2 separate regions of the Callithrix jacchus genome follow, and region 1 is linked to region 2. The links are chromatin contacts, called in public Hi-C maps. All regions are on one chromosome and are shown on one strand. The core of a region is the stretch at or near the end of the contact, and the rest is flanking DNA. Distances in the headings are between cores, read along the strand shown.

What was found. Hi-C and Micro-C count contacts between places; a contact is called where the count stands out from the background.
Region 1: a Hi-C map of skeletal muscle shows a contact between it and region 2, with 2.2 times the contacts expected there. The contact joins two enhancer-like sites. A contact is called at or near these places in 2 of 3 Hi-C or Micro-C datasets (both in skeletal muscle).

The regions. Positions count from the first base shown.
Region 1 is chr3:188,220,848-188,228,219 of calJac240_pri, reverse strand. The region is part of intron 17 of ABLIM2 (actin binding LIM protein family member 2); the gene reads left to right. Among named protein-coding and RNA genes, the nearest start is that of AFAP1, 40 kb to the right of the region's middle. Within about 2 kb of position 5,454, at least 4 of the 16 cell types and tissues checked have an H3K27ac peak or open chromatin away from gene starts, as enhancers often do. A contact at or near this core is called in skeletal muscle, where this site is marked.
Region 2 is chr3:188,126,661-188,134,272 of calJac240_pri, reverse strand. All of the region lies in intron 2 of AFAP1 (actin filament associated protein 1), which reads left to right. Among named protein-coding and RNA genes, the nearest start is that of AFAP1, 54 kb to the left of the region's middle. Within about 2 kb of position 2,417, at least 2 of the 16 cell types and tissues checked have an H3K27ac peak or open chromatin away from gene starts, as enhancers often do. A contact at or near this core is called in skeletal muscle, where this site is marked.

The DNA.
Region 1 (7,372 bases), core at 4,205-6,704, 91 kb before region 2:
CTGCCTCCTGGGTTCAAGTGATTCTCCTGCCTCAGCCTCCCGAGTAGGTGTGTCTACAGGCGCCCTCCCCGACACCTGGCTAATTTTTTCTGTTTTTAATAGAGATGGGGTTTCACCATGTTGGCCAGGTGGTCTCAAACTTCCCAATTCAGGTGATCTGCCGGCCTCGAACTCCCAAAGTGCTGGGGTTACAGGTGTGAGCCACCGCCCCACCTTTTAAATGGCCATGTGGTGGCCTATTGGGACCTGTGTGCATGCATATGTATGTATGTGTGTGCACACGTGTGCGTATTCATCCATTTTCACATTACTATAAAGAAATACCCGAGACTGGGTAATTTATAAAGGAAAGAGGTTTAATTCACTCACAGTTCTGTGTGGCTGGGGAGGTTTCCAGAAACTTACAATCATGGCGGCAGGTGAAGGGGAAGCAAGGCGCGTCTTACGTGGTGGCAGGTGAGAAAGAGCACGTGAAGGAGGAACTGTCAGACGCTTAAAAACATATCAGATCTCCCGAGAACTCCCTCAGTATCATGAGAACAGCATGGGGGGAACCACCCCCACGACCCAATCACCTCCCACCAGGTCCCTCCCTCAACATGTGGGGATTATGGGGATCACAATGTGAGATGAGACACAGCCAATCTGTATCAGTGTGTATACACGCACCTGTGTGTATGTGTTTATGTGGATGTGTGAATACGTGTGTGTATATGTGTGTATACGTGCATATATATGTGTGTATATGTGTGTATGTGTGTATACATGTGTGTACTGTGTGTATGTGTGTATACATGTGTGTATGTGTGCATGTGTGTATATATGTGTACATGTGTGTGTATGGTGTGTGTGCATGTGTGTATGTGTGTGTACATGTGTGCGTGTGTGTATTGTGTGTATACATGTGTGTATGTGTGCATGTGTATATATGTGTACATGTGTGTGCATGTGTGTATTGTGTGCATATATGTGTGTGTATGTGTGTATATATGTGTGTGCGTGTGTGCATGTGTGTGTTGTGTGTATATATGTGCATACATGTGTGTATGTGTGCATGTGTGTGCATGTGTGTGTGTGTGTGTGTGTTGTGTGGGTAAGGTGAAGAATGGCAGGTAGGAAATGAATTCCAAGAAGAACAAAGTACACGTGCAAAAGACCTGGGGCAGGAGGAGGCCTTGGCTGTTGGAGGAAGCATACGAAAGCTGAGGCGTCTGGACCTGAGTGGGGATGGGCCCTGCAGAGCTCCGGACCGTGTGAGGCAGTTTGGTTTTTAGCCTAAGAGGAATGGCATTTATGCCTAGGTGTGCTACATGGTGAAGCCCAGATTGGTTGTGTAGAGGTAGGGCGGCCGTTTCAGGGCAATTTGGGTCTGGGGCAAAACATGATGGCATACTGGACACTTGGTGGTGGCCCTGGTGAGTGTGAGAAGTGGATGGATGCAGGTGCTCTGTGGGAAGTCCAGGTGGAGGGACCTGGTGATGGGAAAACACCCCAGGGGTGGCTGCAGGCTGCGCGGGTGGGATGGTACCACGGAGCCAAATGCTCTGCGCCCGTGAGCAGCAGCCAATCACTGTGACAGTGGGTTTTGCAAAAGAGAAGCGATTGTATTCACAAGACCGCCGAGCAAAGAGACTGGAGAACAAATCGCAGACTTGCCTCCCAGATAATAGGGCCTAGGGAGGAATAAGAAGTGGGTGGCCTAAGGCGTGGGAAAGATGATGAGCTGGCGGGAAAGGTGAGGTCATTGGGATTTTGCGTGATCACGATTGAGCTACATTGTTCTTCATGGGACATATGTTCAAAAAAAAAAACGCAGTGTTAGCATGATCCGAGAAAGGTGTTTTTGGCCCTCTGAAGTCAGGAATCCGCCCAGGCCTGCTTGAAGGGTTCATGATCTCTGTTGGCTTAAAAGGGACAAGAGCTAACGCTAAGTTTCCAAAAAACAACTTTTAGCAACCCACACATCAGAGAGGTTGTCTGTGAGGGACTAGTGGGAACTGAGTGACTTTTAGCTACATAGGTTAAAAAATCAAGAAGCAAGTGACTAGAACCAAGCAGGCAGACCTGGAAGCCAGCAGCAAGTCTGGAGGCCCAATCAGATGAGTCCCTTGGTTTCAAGGGTGGACAGAGCAGCCATCACTTAGTGGAGCGGGATATGTGCAGATGTGATCAACACTCGCCAACGGGGCACAGCTGAGGGGACGCAGGATGCCCAGCCCCACAGTGGTGAAAGGTGCCACGCAGCACATAGTAGGTGTTCAGTTAGTGTAAGTACAGAGGAGTATGGAGAAGCTGTGGTCATCCTCTTCCTCCCTGGGAGGGGTGTCCCATGGAAGAGGGTCAGACAAATCCGGTGGTGACAACAGGCAGAGCGGGAATCAGCACACAGAGCCCCTAAGAGGCAGAGCTGAGATTCAAGCCAAGGTGTTGCTGAGAGCCACTGCAATATGCTGTCTTCTGAGCTAATTACAGTGTTGAAAATGAATTTTTTTTTTTCAGACAGGGTCTCTGTCACCTGGGCTGGAGTGCAGTGGCACAATCACAACTCACCCCAGCCTCAACCTCCTGAGCTCAAGTGATCCTCCCACCTCAGTCTCCTGAGTAGCTGGGACCACAGGCATGTGCCACCACATCCAGCTAATTTTTTTCTTTTTGTAGAGACAGGGTCTTACCATTTTGCCCTGGCTGGTCTCAAATTCCTGGGCTCATGTGATCCTCCCATCTCAGCCTCCCAAAGTGCTGAAATTTCAGTTATGAGCCACTGTGCCCAGCCTGAAAATGAATTTCTAACTCCTCTTACTTGCCCCCAACTTCCCAGTAGAGACAGGCATTTTGCTCCTTAGATAGGAAAGTGTATCAACCAGGGTTTTCCAGAGAAACAGAACCATTAGGTGAATGGATGGTGGGCGGATGGATGGATGCAAGGATGGACAGATAGATGGATAAATGGATAGATAGAAGGATAAGTGGATGGGTGGGTGGGCAGATGAATAGATGGGTGGATAGATAAATGGGTGGGTAGTTGGATGGTTGGGTACATGGATGGGTGAGTGGGTGAATGGATGGATGGGTGGGTGGATGGATGGATGGATGGATGGATGGATGGATGGATGGATGGATGCATGAGTGGATGGATGGATGGGTACATAGGTGCATGGGTGAATGAATGGGTGGGTGGATGGATGGATGGATGGATGGATGGATAGATAGATAGCCATGTACTAAGAAATTTAAGAACTTGGCCCACACAATTGTGCAGGCTGGCAGTTCTGCAATGTGTAGGACAGGCCAGCAAGCTGGGAACTCAGGCAGGAGGTGATATTCCAGGCAGGGTTTCTTCTCTGGGAAACCTCAGTGTTTACTCTTCAGGACGTCGACAGATGACATGAGGCTGCTGCATCTTGAGGGCGATCTCCTTTCCCCCCGTCAGCTGACTGTTGGTGTGGGCCGCAGCCACAGCACACGTTTGCAGCTAGGCCAGCGCGTGACCAAGCACCTGGGCACCACAGCCCAGCCACGTTGAACACACAATTCAGCCATCTCAGAACACAAGGGGAATGGGTGGGAAAGGGACTTCTTGTCTGGCCTGAGGCCCTCCCAGTTGCTGACTCACGGAGTCACACTCTGAGACCTTTCTGCTTGATTGGCAGGGCAGGGCAGAGCAGGAAAACAGCGCTGTAGCCACAGGAGTTGTCTTAAATTGCACATGTAGTCACAAATGCCATTGTTCTTAGGCTGAAAACCAAACTGCCTAACACGGTTCAGCCCCTGCAGGGCCTCGCCTGTCCTCACCTTCCCTGGCTCAGGTCCAGACACCTCAGCTTTTTTTCTGAAACATAGTCTCACTCTGTCACCCAGGCTGGAGTGCAGTGGTGCACCCTCAGCTCACTGCAACCTCTGTCGCCTGCATTCAAGTGATTCTCCTCCCTCAGCCTCCCAGGTAGCTGGGACTACAGGCATGCACCACCACGCCCAGCTAATTTTTGTATTTTTAGTAGAGAAGGGGTTTCTCCATGTTGCCCAGGCCGGTCAGACTCCTGACCTCAGGTGATCCACCCACCTCAGACTCCCAAAGTGCTGGGACTACAGGTGTGAGCCACTGCGCCCGGCCAACCTGAGCTTTCGTATGCTTCCTCTTACAGCCAAGGCTCCCTTCTGCCCCAGGCCCTTTGCACATGTACTTAGTTCTTCCTGTAATTCATTTCCTACCTGCCATCCCCCACCTTACTCACACACAACACACATACACACACAACGCACACGACACACAGACACAACACAGTCACACACAAGACACACACACACACACACACACACACACACACACACACACACGGAGCAGCTCTTTGCTGGAGTTCTGAACTGTCCTCTTCCAGGCCCTGTGGCTAAATGCATACTCAAGTTTGCTCAAGCAGTAAGAGCCCACATTGTTGGAATGTGCCTGAAAAATAATACCCTGCACTTAAAGAATATCCCCTTTGTTTAAACTCATCCAACTGCTCTGATGAGGGTGTGGCCTGGTAGGCGGAGGGTGACAGTAGGAGGTTTGGAGCCACATGCGCGTGTCTGAGAGATGGGTTTGCACCGGGATCCCCTAGTTGAAGCCCTCCCTGGCCAAGACCAGGAAGAGAAACAGAAGCAGAACTGTGTGGCAGGGAGAAAGCGTCGGGAGTCAGGAGAGTGGTGGGCAGAGGCCCGATGCAGGGGCCTCCAAGACCAGGACAGTGGCTGGGGAGCCCCGTGGCACCGCAGCAGAGAGCAGCACAGGCCGTGGAAGCCAGAGGTGTCTGGGGACAGCGCTGCAGAGAGGAGTCCAGATTTAGATTCACAGACGCAAATAGAAAAGACATCCTGTCCCTTGGCGAGGATGGGACAGTGCTGTGAGCAGACAGGCCGGTGCCCACCCTCACAGAGCTGACAGCCAGAGATGGTCAGCACTGACTCAGTCTTGAGGGACACAGCATGGCTCCAGGGCCTGCTTGGTCGGCACAATCCAGGAGGGCCTCCAGGAGGAGGAGATGCCTGTGTCAGGACCAGTAGGATGAGGAAGAGCTACTGGTGAAGTGGGAGGAGGAACACTCTGTGGTACTTCCCCTGGGGTTCCACTGCATACTGAGGAGCAGAGGAGTGGAGGAGAGTGGCCCTGGGGCCACTGACAGCCACAGCATTGCTCCCCTAAGCTTCTATCCCCTCTCTGCCCCATAGGCTGCAGGAGAGGTCGCAGGGTGCGAAGGGAGAGCTCGCCTGGATGGGCAGTGGCCACCATCATTGTGACAGTGATATCACTGTCGGTCATGCAGGGACCTCCTGCTGGGAGGGCTGGAGCTTCGGGGCCTGGGCCTGGCTTCCGAGAGACTCACCCTGTATGCACAGCCTCCTTGTGCCGGCCAAGGCAGCATGAGCTGGTGGGAAGTACCACCCGGCCTTGGGAGAAAAGCGGCCCCTTGCTGGCCCTGGGGGCCCTGGCTGAGCAGGGCTAGGACCTGAGGCCCGCCCAGTCAGCCAGCCCTGTGCTGGTACAGGGGAGTGGGTGGCTGTGACTGGCGGGGTGTCTGGAGGAAGGAAGTGTCAGAGAGGCCCCTCCCAGGGGCGCCTCTGAGCTTGGTCGGGTTGAGGGAGCCAGGGCTGGAGGTTGGGGGCAGGCTGGGGCAACCTGTCCCTGCTGGAACGGAGGTGGCACAGGTCCCTGAGGCTTCACAGCTAACCTGAGATGGCCATGGAGGTCCCAGTGGGAGACAGGAAGTAAGGGTAGAGGAAAGGTCAAAGCCACCTAGCCTGGCTCTCAGGCCCGGCTCTGCCACTTCCTGGCTGTGTGACCTTGGGCAAGTCACACAACCTCTCTGAGCCTGTGCTTCCTGAAGCAGACCCCCTCCCATGCTGCAGAAACGCCTCCCTGCAGGATGCACCCTGGAGAAACCAGTGTACCTCATCAGTGAGGCCACCCCACCCTCTGCAAAGACACCACCCCGGGCTGTTTTCCTTCCAGCTCAGGAACAGCTGGGCTTGGCCTGCAGAGGCCCTGGGGGTGAGGCGCACTCCTGCAGAGCCTTCAGGAACCAGGGGCCAGAGGAGTGGGCTTGAGGCCAGAAAGCTGGCTTGGCCTCTGGGGTCAGCTGGGCCTCACCCGTCCTGCCTGCCTCTGCGCTGAGTGAGATTGAATGCCGGTTCTACAGCTAGCTGGGGTGGGGCCTTGGAGCCCTTCTCACCCAGGAGGCAGTAGAGACAGCCAGGTAAGGGCTGACACTCAGGATCCCACAGCTGGAGTCCAGAGTCATGAACAGACCCCCCTACTGGGGATGGCCCCTCATGTGACCCTCACCCAGCCTTCTGGGTACTCAGGCAACCAAGTTCTCTTCTCACCCTGCAGACAGAAAACAGGACTGGAGCCTGAGGGGTCCCTGCCAGTCTCCTAGACCCTTGGCCCCAAGTCCTGGGCCCTGTAGGCCACATACGAGTGGCCCGGCCCAGCCCCCATGCTCAGGACACCCCCGGCCCCTCCCTGTTCCTGTGCTCTGCCAAACCTGGCTGCATGTGTCCGGGTGATACAGTGTCCGGGTCCCACTACCATGCTCCCAGAGGAGGTAACCATTCACAGCAACTTCAGAAGCCACCCAGATGCTCTCTCCACCACCTCAGCCACACCACCCCTCCACCGCCCCCCACAGTCATCCCTCGGAGTACCTCTGCTTCCCACACCCACCTCCCGGCACCCTGCCAGCCTTCCTGCTTGCCCGCCAGCTCCAAGTCTTCCTCCAATCACCCTCACCAGAGGCTCCCACAGTCTGGAGCCCACGGTGTCATCCCCACACCTGCCCTTCTCTCCTTCCCAGCATGTGGGGCACAACTGCCCCACCCACCACCCCCTGCCAGCTCCCTCCTTCCTCCTCCCTCCTCTCTCCTCCAGCTAAACCCGAGGGACCACTCGCTCACCAGTCTTCTCCCTTTAAATACGCGATTGCAGATGGCAGGGGCCACTGGGCACTGCCACACCACCCCCTTGACGCCTCCCCGCTGCCCACTAGCACCTTTGTGCCCCTCCAGCAGGAAGCAGGAATGTGGCAGCAGGGAGGCCTGCCCCAGGCGCAAGCACTGGACTTGAACTCTCCTCTCCCTTCCACGTCAGCCTCCGTCAGCCTCCGATCCCTTGCATGCCTACGTGTCAGTTCACCTCCCCAGCCAACCCCCCAGGGGCCTTGTGTCTCTCTGGCTTTCCACGTCTGGAACAAGGTCTGGCGTGTCGCTGCAGCTCAGTCAGTGTTTGTGGGATAAAGCTAGAAATGCTTTTCCTTTTTCTTTCCTTTCATCTCATTTGCCTTGATCGTTCCACTGTAACTGGGAAGATGGTGATTTGGTACCTAAAAGTGCAGGGCTG
Region 2 (7,612 bases), core at 1,168-3,667:
TGCAAATGGTTCCATCATCATCCTAATTTTGATTCAGTTGGTTTTACTTTTGAGTACTTTTTAACGTTACGTTGGTGGCTTTGTTCCGAGTTTGATTTCTTTTAGCTTCATTGATTTGCAAGAGCAAAAAACAGGAGATTCTGAAAATCTGAGATAAAATTGTTGGTTGGATGCATTTTCCTGTGGCACCCGTCATCACTTCTGCGTGCTTTTATTCATTTGCCACTCTTTGCCTCTCACTCGGGCTCGCCTTTGCTTTGCTTGTCATGGGATGCCCCACGCTTAGAAACCCAAATATTTGTGCGGTGACTTCATTGTTCCTGTTTTTAGTGAATGTTCAAAATATCTGACAAGAAAGAGAGTGTACGTTTGCATCTCCTCCTTCCATTCTCCTGTTACTCTCATTCTTTGCCTTCTCTTGACTGGTGTGCCCCTTCCCGCTCCAGCCTCCCACTCCGCCAGTTCATCTTTAATGCTGCCTCTGGAAGGGTCTCTCAGAACTGGAGATCCGTGGACACCGCTGTTTCTGGAAAGCTTCTGTGATTCTTCCTTCCCTAGAATGAGGTTCTGTGAGTCCAGGTGTGTGTGTGTCTGCTGTTCCTGGTTGTGAGCCCTTGGGTGTCAGGGATACCATCTCACTTGTCTTTAGCCTGAGTTTAACGTCGTGAACGTAAATGTTTAATAACTTGCTCCTGAACTGAGTCGACCTTCTGTAAATGGAGTGGAAACACTGTGCTTTCAATACTGTATTTGAAGCTTGTGTTAGCCACCAGCTCGGATTGTGCTGGTAAACTTCTCCCAGCCTGGGCATCAGGAGGTCTGGCTTCTGTTACCCATTTTCAGGTTCTGTATATTATTTTGATGAGCAAGAACCATACCCAGATCTAGGTCCTATTTTTTGCTTTCTATAGAACAATCGAAGGATATTTTCCATCATGTTTTGTCTTGTCCAACAGTGAATGAATCTGACTTTTAAGGGTCATGCTAATTTTCTGAAGGAATGTGTTCTGTGGAGATTACACCAGCTCTTTTGAAGACTCCTTGCTAGATCCTTATAATTCAGAAAGGATCATTCTTAGGACCCAGAATATACACACACGCACACATATCCCTTTTATAAACACAGACTTTCCTTTGGGATATTGATAATTTTTTTTTTTTTGAGATGGAGTTTCACTCTTGTTGCCCAGGCTGGAGTACAGTAGCAGGATCTCAGCTTACCACAACCTCCACCACCTGGGTTCAAGCGATTCTCCTGCCTCAGCCTCCCGAGTAGCTGGGACTACAGGCATGTGCCACCGTGCCCTGCTAATTTTGTATTTTTAGTAGAGACAGGATTTTACCATGTTGGCCAGGCTGGTCTCGAACTCCCTGCCTCAGGTGATCCACCTGCCTTGGCCTCTCAAAATGCTGGGGTTACAGGCATGAACCATTGTGCCCAGCTGATAAACCTTTTAAAGATCCAGCTGTCAGAGTCAGTGCTGAAACTGCACCGTGATTGTCATGGTTCTCTTCAGACACCGGAGAGTTATGAATAGACTTTATTTGCTTTCCCTTTTTAGATGCAGGTTAAACTGATGTTAGCTGAGTGTCCCCAGAGTCAGAGGTTTGCATTTACAGCGGTCCTTGGATCGTCACTGCAGTGCGGGTCGGCACATAACTGTTATTATCCCCACATTATACATGAGGGAACTGGGAACCAAAGCAGTTTAATGACCTGTATTCAGAGCCATCCAGTTGTTCAAATAATGGTCATCAAAAGGAATTTCAGATGCAGTCCAGCTGAGGGAAGCTTTCCAGCCAGACAGTGCCTCAGGCTGTGCTGCTTCTCCTGAGAGTTCTTAGATCCACCTTGAAGCAGCCCTTTTAGAGGATCTGCGGAGGCCGGTGGAAGTAATGGGGAGAGTCTGCATGGAGAGTCGGATTGTAACCCTATAAGGGAAAGTATGCAGGGGCCCTGCTCGAGCACAGAGCCTTTGCTTCACTGCACATGAGCTCCGACTCCCTCAGGAGCACTGAGTATTCCCACACAGAGGGCTGATCCACCTGCTCCAGAAAAGGAACTTGTCAGAATGAGTCTTTCCCACTTTTTCTGTGTCCTAGGACTATCACAAAAGACACAGTTACTAATCACGAGAGGACGGTCCATGGCGTCTTTCTCTGCAGTTTTCTCTTTAAAGCAGATCTCAGGAATGTGTATCCTGGAACTCCGGAAACATCAAAGTTACTAATTCACCAAACACACACTGATTGTCGTGGCCTTGTTTCCACATCAGGTGTGTGCTCGGCGATCCGGGCAGAGAGAAGCCACACAGTGGTCCCTGCCTCCAGACTGGCTGCTGGCTAGTGGAGGAGATAGACACCTCAGCCGGTTACCACGGCGTAGCAGGAGATGCAGTGATGGTAGGCCTGACGTGAGGGTGACGCGGTTGAGTCTTGAGCAGCGCCACAGAGAGAGACAGCCAGGTGAAAGAGGGGGTGGTAGTGACATTTGTGAGGGACAAGGCAGGGACACACAGGGTTAAGCATACCGGGCAGAGAGCTGCGGCTGGTGCAGAGGCCTGAGGCAGAAGCAGGCATGATATTAGTGGGAAACTGAAGGGCTGGGAAGAGCTGAAGTGGGAAACGTAAGCAGAGTGGAAAGAGACAATCAAGAAAATAAGCAGAGTCTAGGTTAGTTAAGATTTTGATACAGGATCCGGAGAAGTCACTGAAAAGAATGTAAGGGACCAGGGTGATTTTTCTGAAAAGCAGGTTGGTCGTGGTTTGGGACCCGTTTCTTTATTGGAGCCTTACATCTAGCGCGGCAGTCCTCAGGAAGAGCAGTGAGAGGGGTTTTTGTGAAAGAGTTCTCCAGTGTCCTTTCTGTGTTGAAGAAAGGTCTAACCATCAACCCCGCCTCTCTGGAGATAGTCAGCATGAAGCACAGGCGTGTGGCGGGCTGAGAACTTGAGGGAATGCACCGTGTGATGAGTTCAGCGCGAGGCAGGGTGGGGACAGGAGCCCGTAATCCGTGTCTGTTTTTCTCTAGGAGCTCGTCCTTACGTAGGCACATGATCCATCTTTTCTTTTTACATCTGATTTTGAGTCAGAATTAGAAAAATTGGTACACATCCAGGTTATGAAGGGATTCGTCTGCTTCTTCCGGACTGGAGTTGTTGCGTGTTTTGTATTTGGACTCTCACATGTCTTTAGAGGGTGTCTGGGGCACGTAAGGTCAGGCTTGAGTTTCACCTTTTCTGTTTCCCAAATAGCAGTTGTCCCAGCTCCAGTTACCAGGATGATCATTGTTCTTATACTTCTGTGTGTATTTGGGTGTGTTACTGGACTTGTCACTCTGCCGTGTTGATCTGACTGGGAATTAAACATGTTAGCATCAGGTCGTTTGCACGACAGGCCCTTATGTTATTAGTGAGCAGGTGGCCGGGCTGGCTCTCACCTCCTCGTTGTCGTTACACATCTTCGCAGTCTTATGTTTCCACATGAAGTTTAGAATCAGTGTGTTTAGTTAGTTCCAGAAACAAAGCAAACTTTATTGATACATGTCTTAAGACTATCTTGCATTGCTATAAAGAAATACCTGAGCTTGGGTAATTTCTAAAGAAAAGAGGTTTAATTGGCTCATAGTGCTGCAGGCTTTACAAGTAGGGTGCCGGCATTTCCGCAGCTTTTGGGAAGGCCTCAGGAAGCTTCCAGTCGTGGTGAAAGGCAAAGGGGGAGCAGGCGTCTCACATGGCAGAGCAGGAGCAAGGGAGGGAGTGGGGAAGGTGCCCCATACTGGAACAACCAGATCTCCGGAGTGGAACTCACTCACTACTGCGAGGATAGTGGCAAGCCATGAGGGATCCGCCTCCCACCAGACCCCACTCCCAGCACTGGGGATTACCTCTCAACATGAGATTTGGAGGGGACATCCAAACTATTTCAATATATTTATTGCTATTGCCTTAAATATATTTGTTAACTTAGGGAGAATTGACATCTTTGGTGTTAACTTGTCCTGTCCAAAGGCAAGGGGGACATCTTTCCATTTGGTCAAGTTTACTGCTTCATCTTTCCATCAAGTTTAAGTTTTCCTTATGTGACTTTTGCATATTTCTTGCTAAATTATTTGAAGTAGTTTACTTTCTTACGGTTTATAAGTGGGTGCCGGCCTTCCATGTTATCTTCTGGCTGTTTATTGTTTGAAATAAAGCTATGGTATTCATATCTTCTGCTTTACCAGGTTACTTTCACATCAGCTGCAAGTAGAAGTACTTTTTTTTTTTTTGAGACGAAGTCTTGCTCTGCTGCCAGGCTGGAGCGCGGTGGTGCGATCTCGGCTCGCTGTAACTTCGACCTCCCTGGGCTCAGGTGATCCTCTTCCCTCAGCCTCCTAAGTGACTGAGGCCACCGGTGCATGCCTTCACATCTGGCTAATTTTTTGTAGAGATGGGGGTTCACCATGTTGTCCAGGCTGGTCTCAAAGCAATCTGCCCACATAGGCCTTCCAGAGTGCTGGGATTACAGGTGTGAGTCACTGCACCTGCCCTATTCGATTTTCTAATGTTGAATCACCTCTGCATTTCTAGAATGAATCTTATTTGGTAATGATGTGGAATTAAGTGTTGGCTTCTGTTTGCTAATATTTTATTTAGGATTTTTGTGCTGATATAAGTAAAAGTGGTCTTTGGTTTTCTTTTTTGTGCTATCTCTATTAGGTTCAGACATCATGTTTATACTTGCTTCAAAAAAAGGGAAGAATTTGGTTATTTTCTTTCTATTTTTTTTTTTTTTGAGATGGAATCTAGCTAGCTCTCTTGCCAGGCTGCAGTGCAGTGGAGCCATCTCGGCTCACTGCAACCTCTGCCTCCCCGGTTCAAGCAATTCTCCTGCCTCAGCCTCCCAAGTAGCTGAGACTACAGGTGCTCACCATCACACCCAGCTAATTTTTGCATTTTTAGTAGAGATGGGGTTTTACCATCTTGGCCAGGCTGGTCTCGATTTCTTGACCTCATGATCTGCCCGACTCAGCCTCCCACAGTGCTGGGATTACAGGCGTGAGCCACCGCACCCAGCCCAAATTTGGTTATTTTCTATGTATTTTATCCTCTGGAAAAATTTATGTAGTAGTCTTGGTGTTTAAGATTTGGTATAATTCGCCTGTAAAACTACCTGTGTCTGGTGTTTGTTTGTCTTTTTGTGAGGGTAATTCTGGTAAATTATTTTCTCTCATGAAATTATCTATTTAACCTAGTTTCAAGTGTATCTGCCTAGAGTTGCACAGCATAGTGTTTCGTGACTTTTCTTGTGGGAGCTGTGGTACTTTAGGACTTCATAGTTTTGGAGGACAGGAGGTATGTGGGTCATGTTCATTTAGTGCACTCTTGGATCCTGGATCTCAGCAAGAGGAACATGTGCCAACAATGACGGTCATCGTTACCACTGATGAAATGCCTGGCTGTGCATGCGTGCTGGCTCATTTCATCCTTGTCATGATACTGAGATGTAGAATATCCATCTCGCTGTGAGGATGAGATAATTTGGGAGGTTACTTACCCAAAGTGACACAACTAGGAAGAATCAGCTGGGATGTGGATCCAGGTTTACATGGTGACAGAGTCCAGATTTCTTTCTCTTTCTCTCTCTCTCTCCCTCTTTTTTTTTTTGAGAAGGAGTCTCACCCTGTTGCTTAGGCTGAAGTGCAGTGGCACGACCTTGGCTCACTGCAGCCTCCGCCTCCTGGGTTCAAGTGATTCTTCTGCCGTGGCCTCCTGAGTAGCTGGGACTATAGGCATACACCACCATTCTCCGCTAATTTTTGTATTTTTAGTAGAGATAGGGTTTCGCCATGTTGGCCAGGCTGGTCTCAAACTCCTGACCTCAGGTGATCCGCCCACCTCGGCCTCCCAAAGTGCTGGGATTACAGGTGGGAGTCACTGTGCCCTGCCCAGAGTTGATTTCTAAGGAGCAGTGGAGGATGAAGGCCAAGGCAGGGACAGAATGCTCATCCCAAGATGGTGGGGTATGAGCTGTGCTCATCGGCATTGACAGAATTCAGTGGGGTGGGGAGAGGTCAGGGAGGACATGCCGTGTGGGGGCGCCTGCAGGAGAGGTAGCCTTGGCTGAGGTGGAGGGCGCTATCAGAGGGCCACCCCACAAGGGCCAGCAGGTTGGACTGCTGGGGGATGAGTGGTGTAGACTAGTCGGGGCAGGGAGGATGTACAGAGGGCACAGGGAGACCCAGATACTGTTCCCACCCCCCAGTTTAGACTAGATAATGGGGAGTTGCCTAGGTCTAGGTCCTGGGAGCTTCCGCACTGGGTTAGAAATGTGAAGGGAAGAACCATAGGGGAAGGATCGCAGATAAAAATATAAAGGAAATAAAAAGGCCGCCAGCAGCTGTCTGGGTTGTACGAGGCAGGCGAGTATCATTCCGAATGCAAACAGGTGTTTCGCACGTCAGTGAGGTGAGGAGCCTGTGGGGAATGTGGGTGTGGCAGGGGCTGTGGAGTCCGTCCCCCATGGCAACTTGCCCTGTTTCTGAGATGCTGCAGGAAGTGACGGGTCGTTAACAGTGTTTTCCCAGCGCCAGTCACAGGAGACATTCCTTTCTCTGGTTTTCTAGGAGAGCCCAGACAGACGGGCCTAGGCCTTGCAGGCCCCGTGTGAGGGAGGAAGGCAGTTCCGTGCGCAGCGCCAACCCTTTGACCGGCGGTTTGGTGACCCTGTTCCTGGCCCTCACCCCTTTACCAAATGCTTTGTGACTTCAGGCCGCTTTTCTTCTCTGGGCCTCAGTTACCACACGTGTGAAACAACGGCCTCTGGGCTCCAGGGTCCCTCCTAGTTTTCAAACCCATGACTGAGTCATGAAGGGAAAGAAAATTCCTTTAGAGTTGTTTGGGTTCCCACAAACCATAAGCCACTTCTTTTGTTTTGTTGAAATAAATGAACTCACTGCCCAGTCTGAGCCAGAGATTTGCGGAGTAGTGAAGGGGCTAGTCACACAGGAAGTGCGTTGCTTTGTCCAGCTGTCTCCTGGAATGTCTGGTTCTTCTTTTCCCTGCTTCTTTAGGACCATGGGAAAGCAGAAAGGCTGGGTGTGGGGCACACGCCTGGCATCCCAGCACGTTCGGAGGCCCGGGAGTTCAAGACCAGTCTGGCAAATAGTGAGACCCTGTCTCTACCAAAAATGTAAAAAATCAGTCGGGTGTGGTGGGGCGTGCCTGCAGTCCCAGCTGCTTGGGAGGCCGAGCTGTGATATGTGATTGCGCCATTGCACTGTAGCCTGGGCAGCAGAGAGAGACCCTGTCTCACAAACTAACAACAGCAAAGGGAGAGAGGGTTAATTAGCCTGAAGAGGGCTTTGCTAGGAAGAAGGGAGTGAATGCGTAGAACATATGCAGAAATGCCCCAGGTGGTTTTCCAGTTGTTTCGGGAATGCTCAATTCTGTGCTCAGATCTTTTGTTTGGTATGCTGTGGGTGTTTGGGGAAAATGTGTTTTCTCTGGAATTCAGTGATTGATTCCTGTGTCCATGATGGCCGTCAGTTCAGTGTCCTCGCCGTTCTATCCAGAACAGGACAGCAGGTGTCGGGGCTGGGGTGTTGAGCAGAGGAAGTGGATCAGGTGTG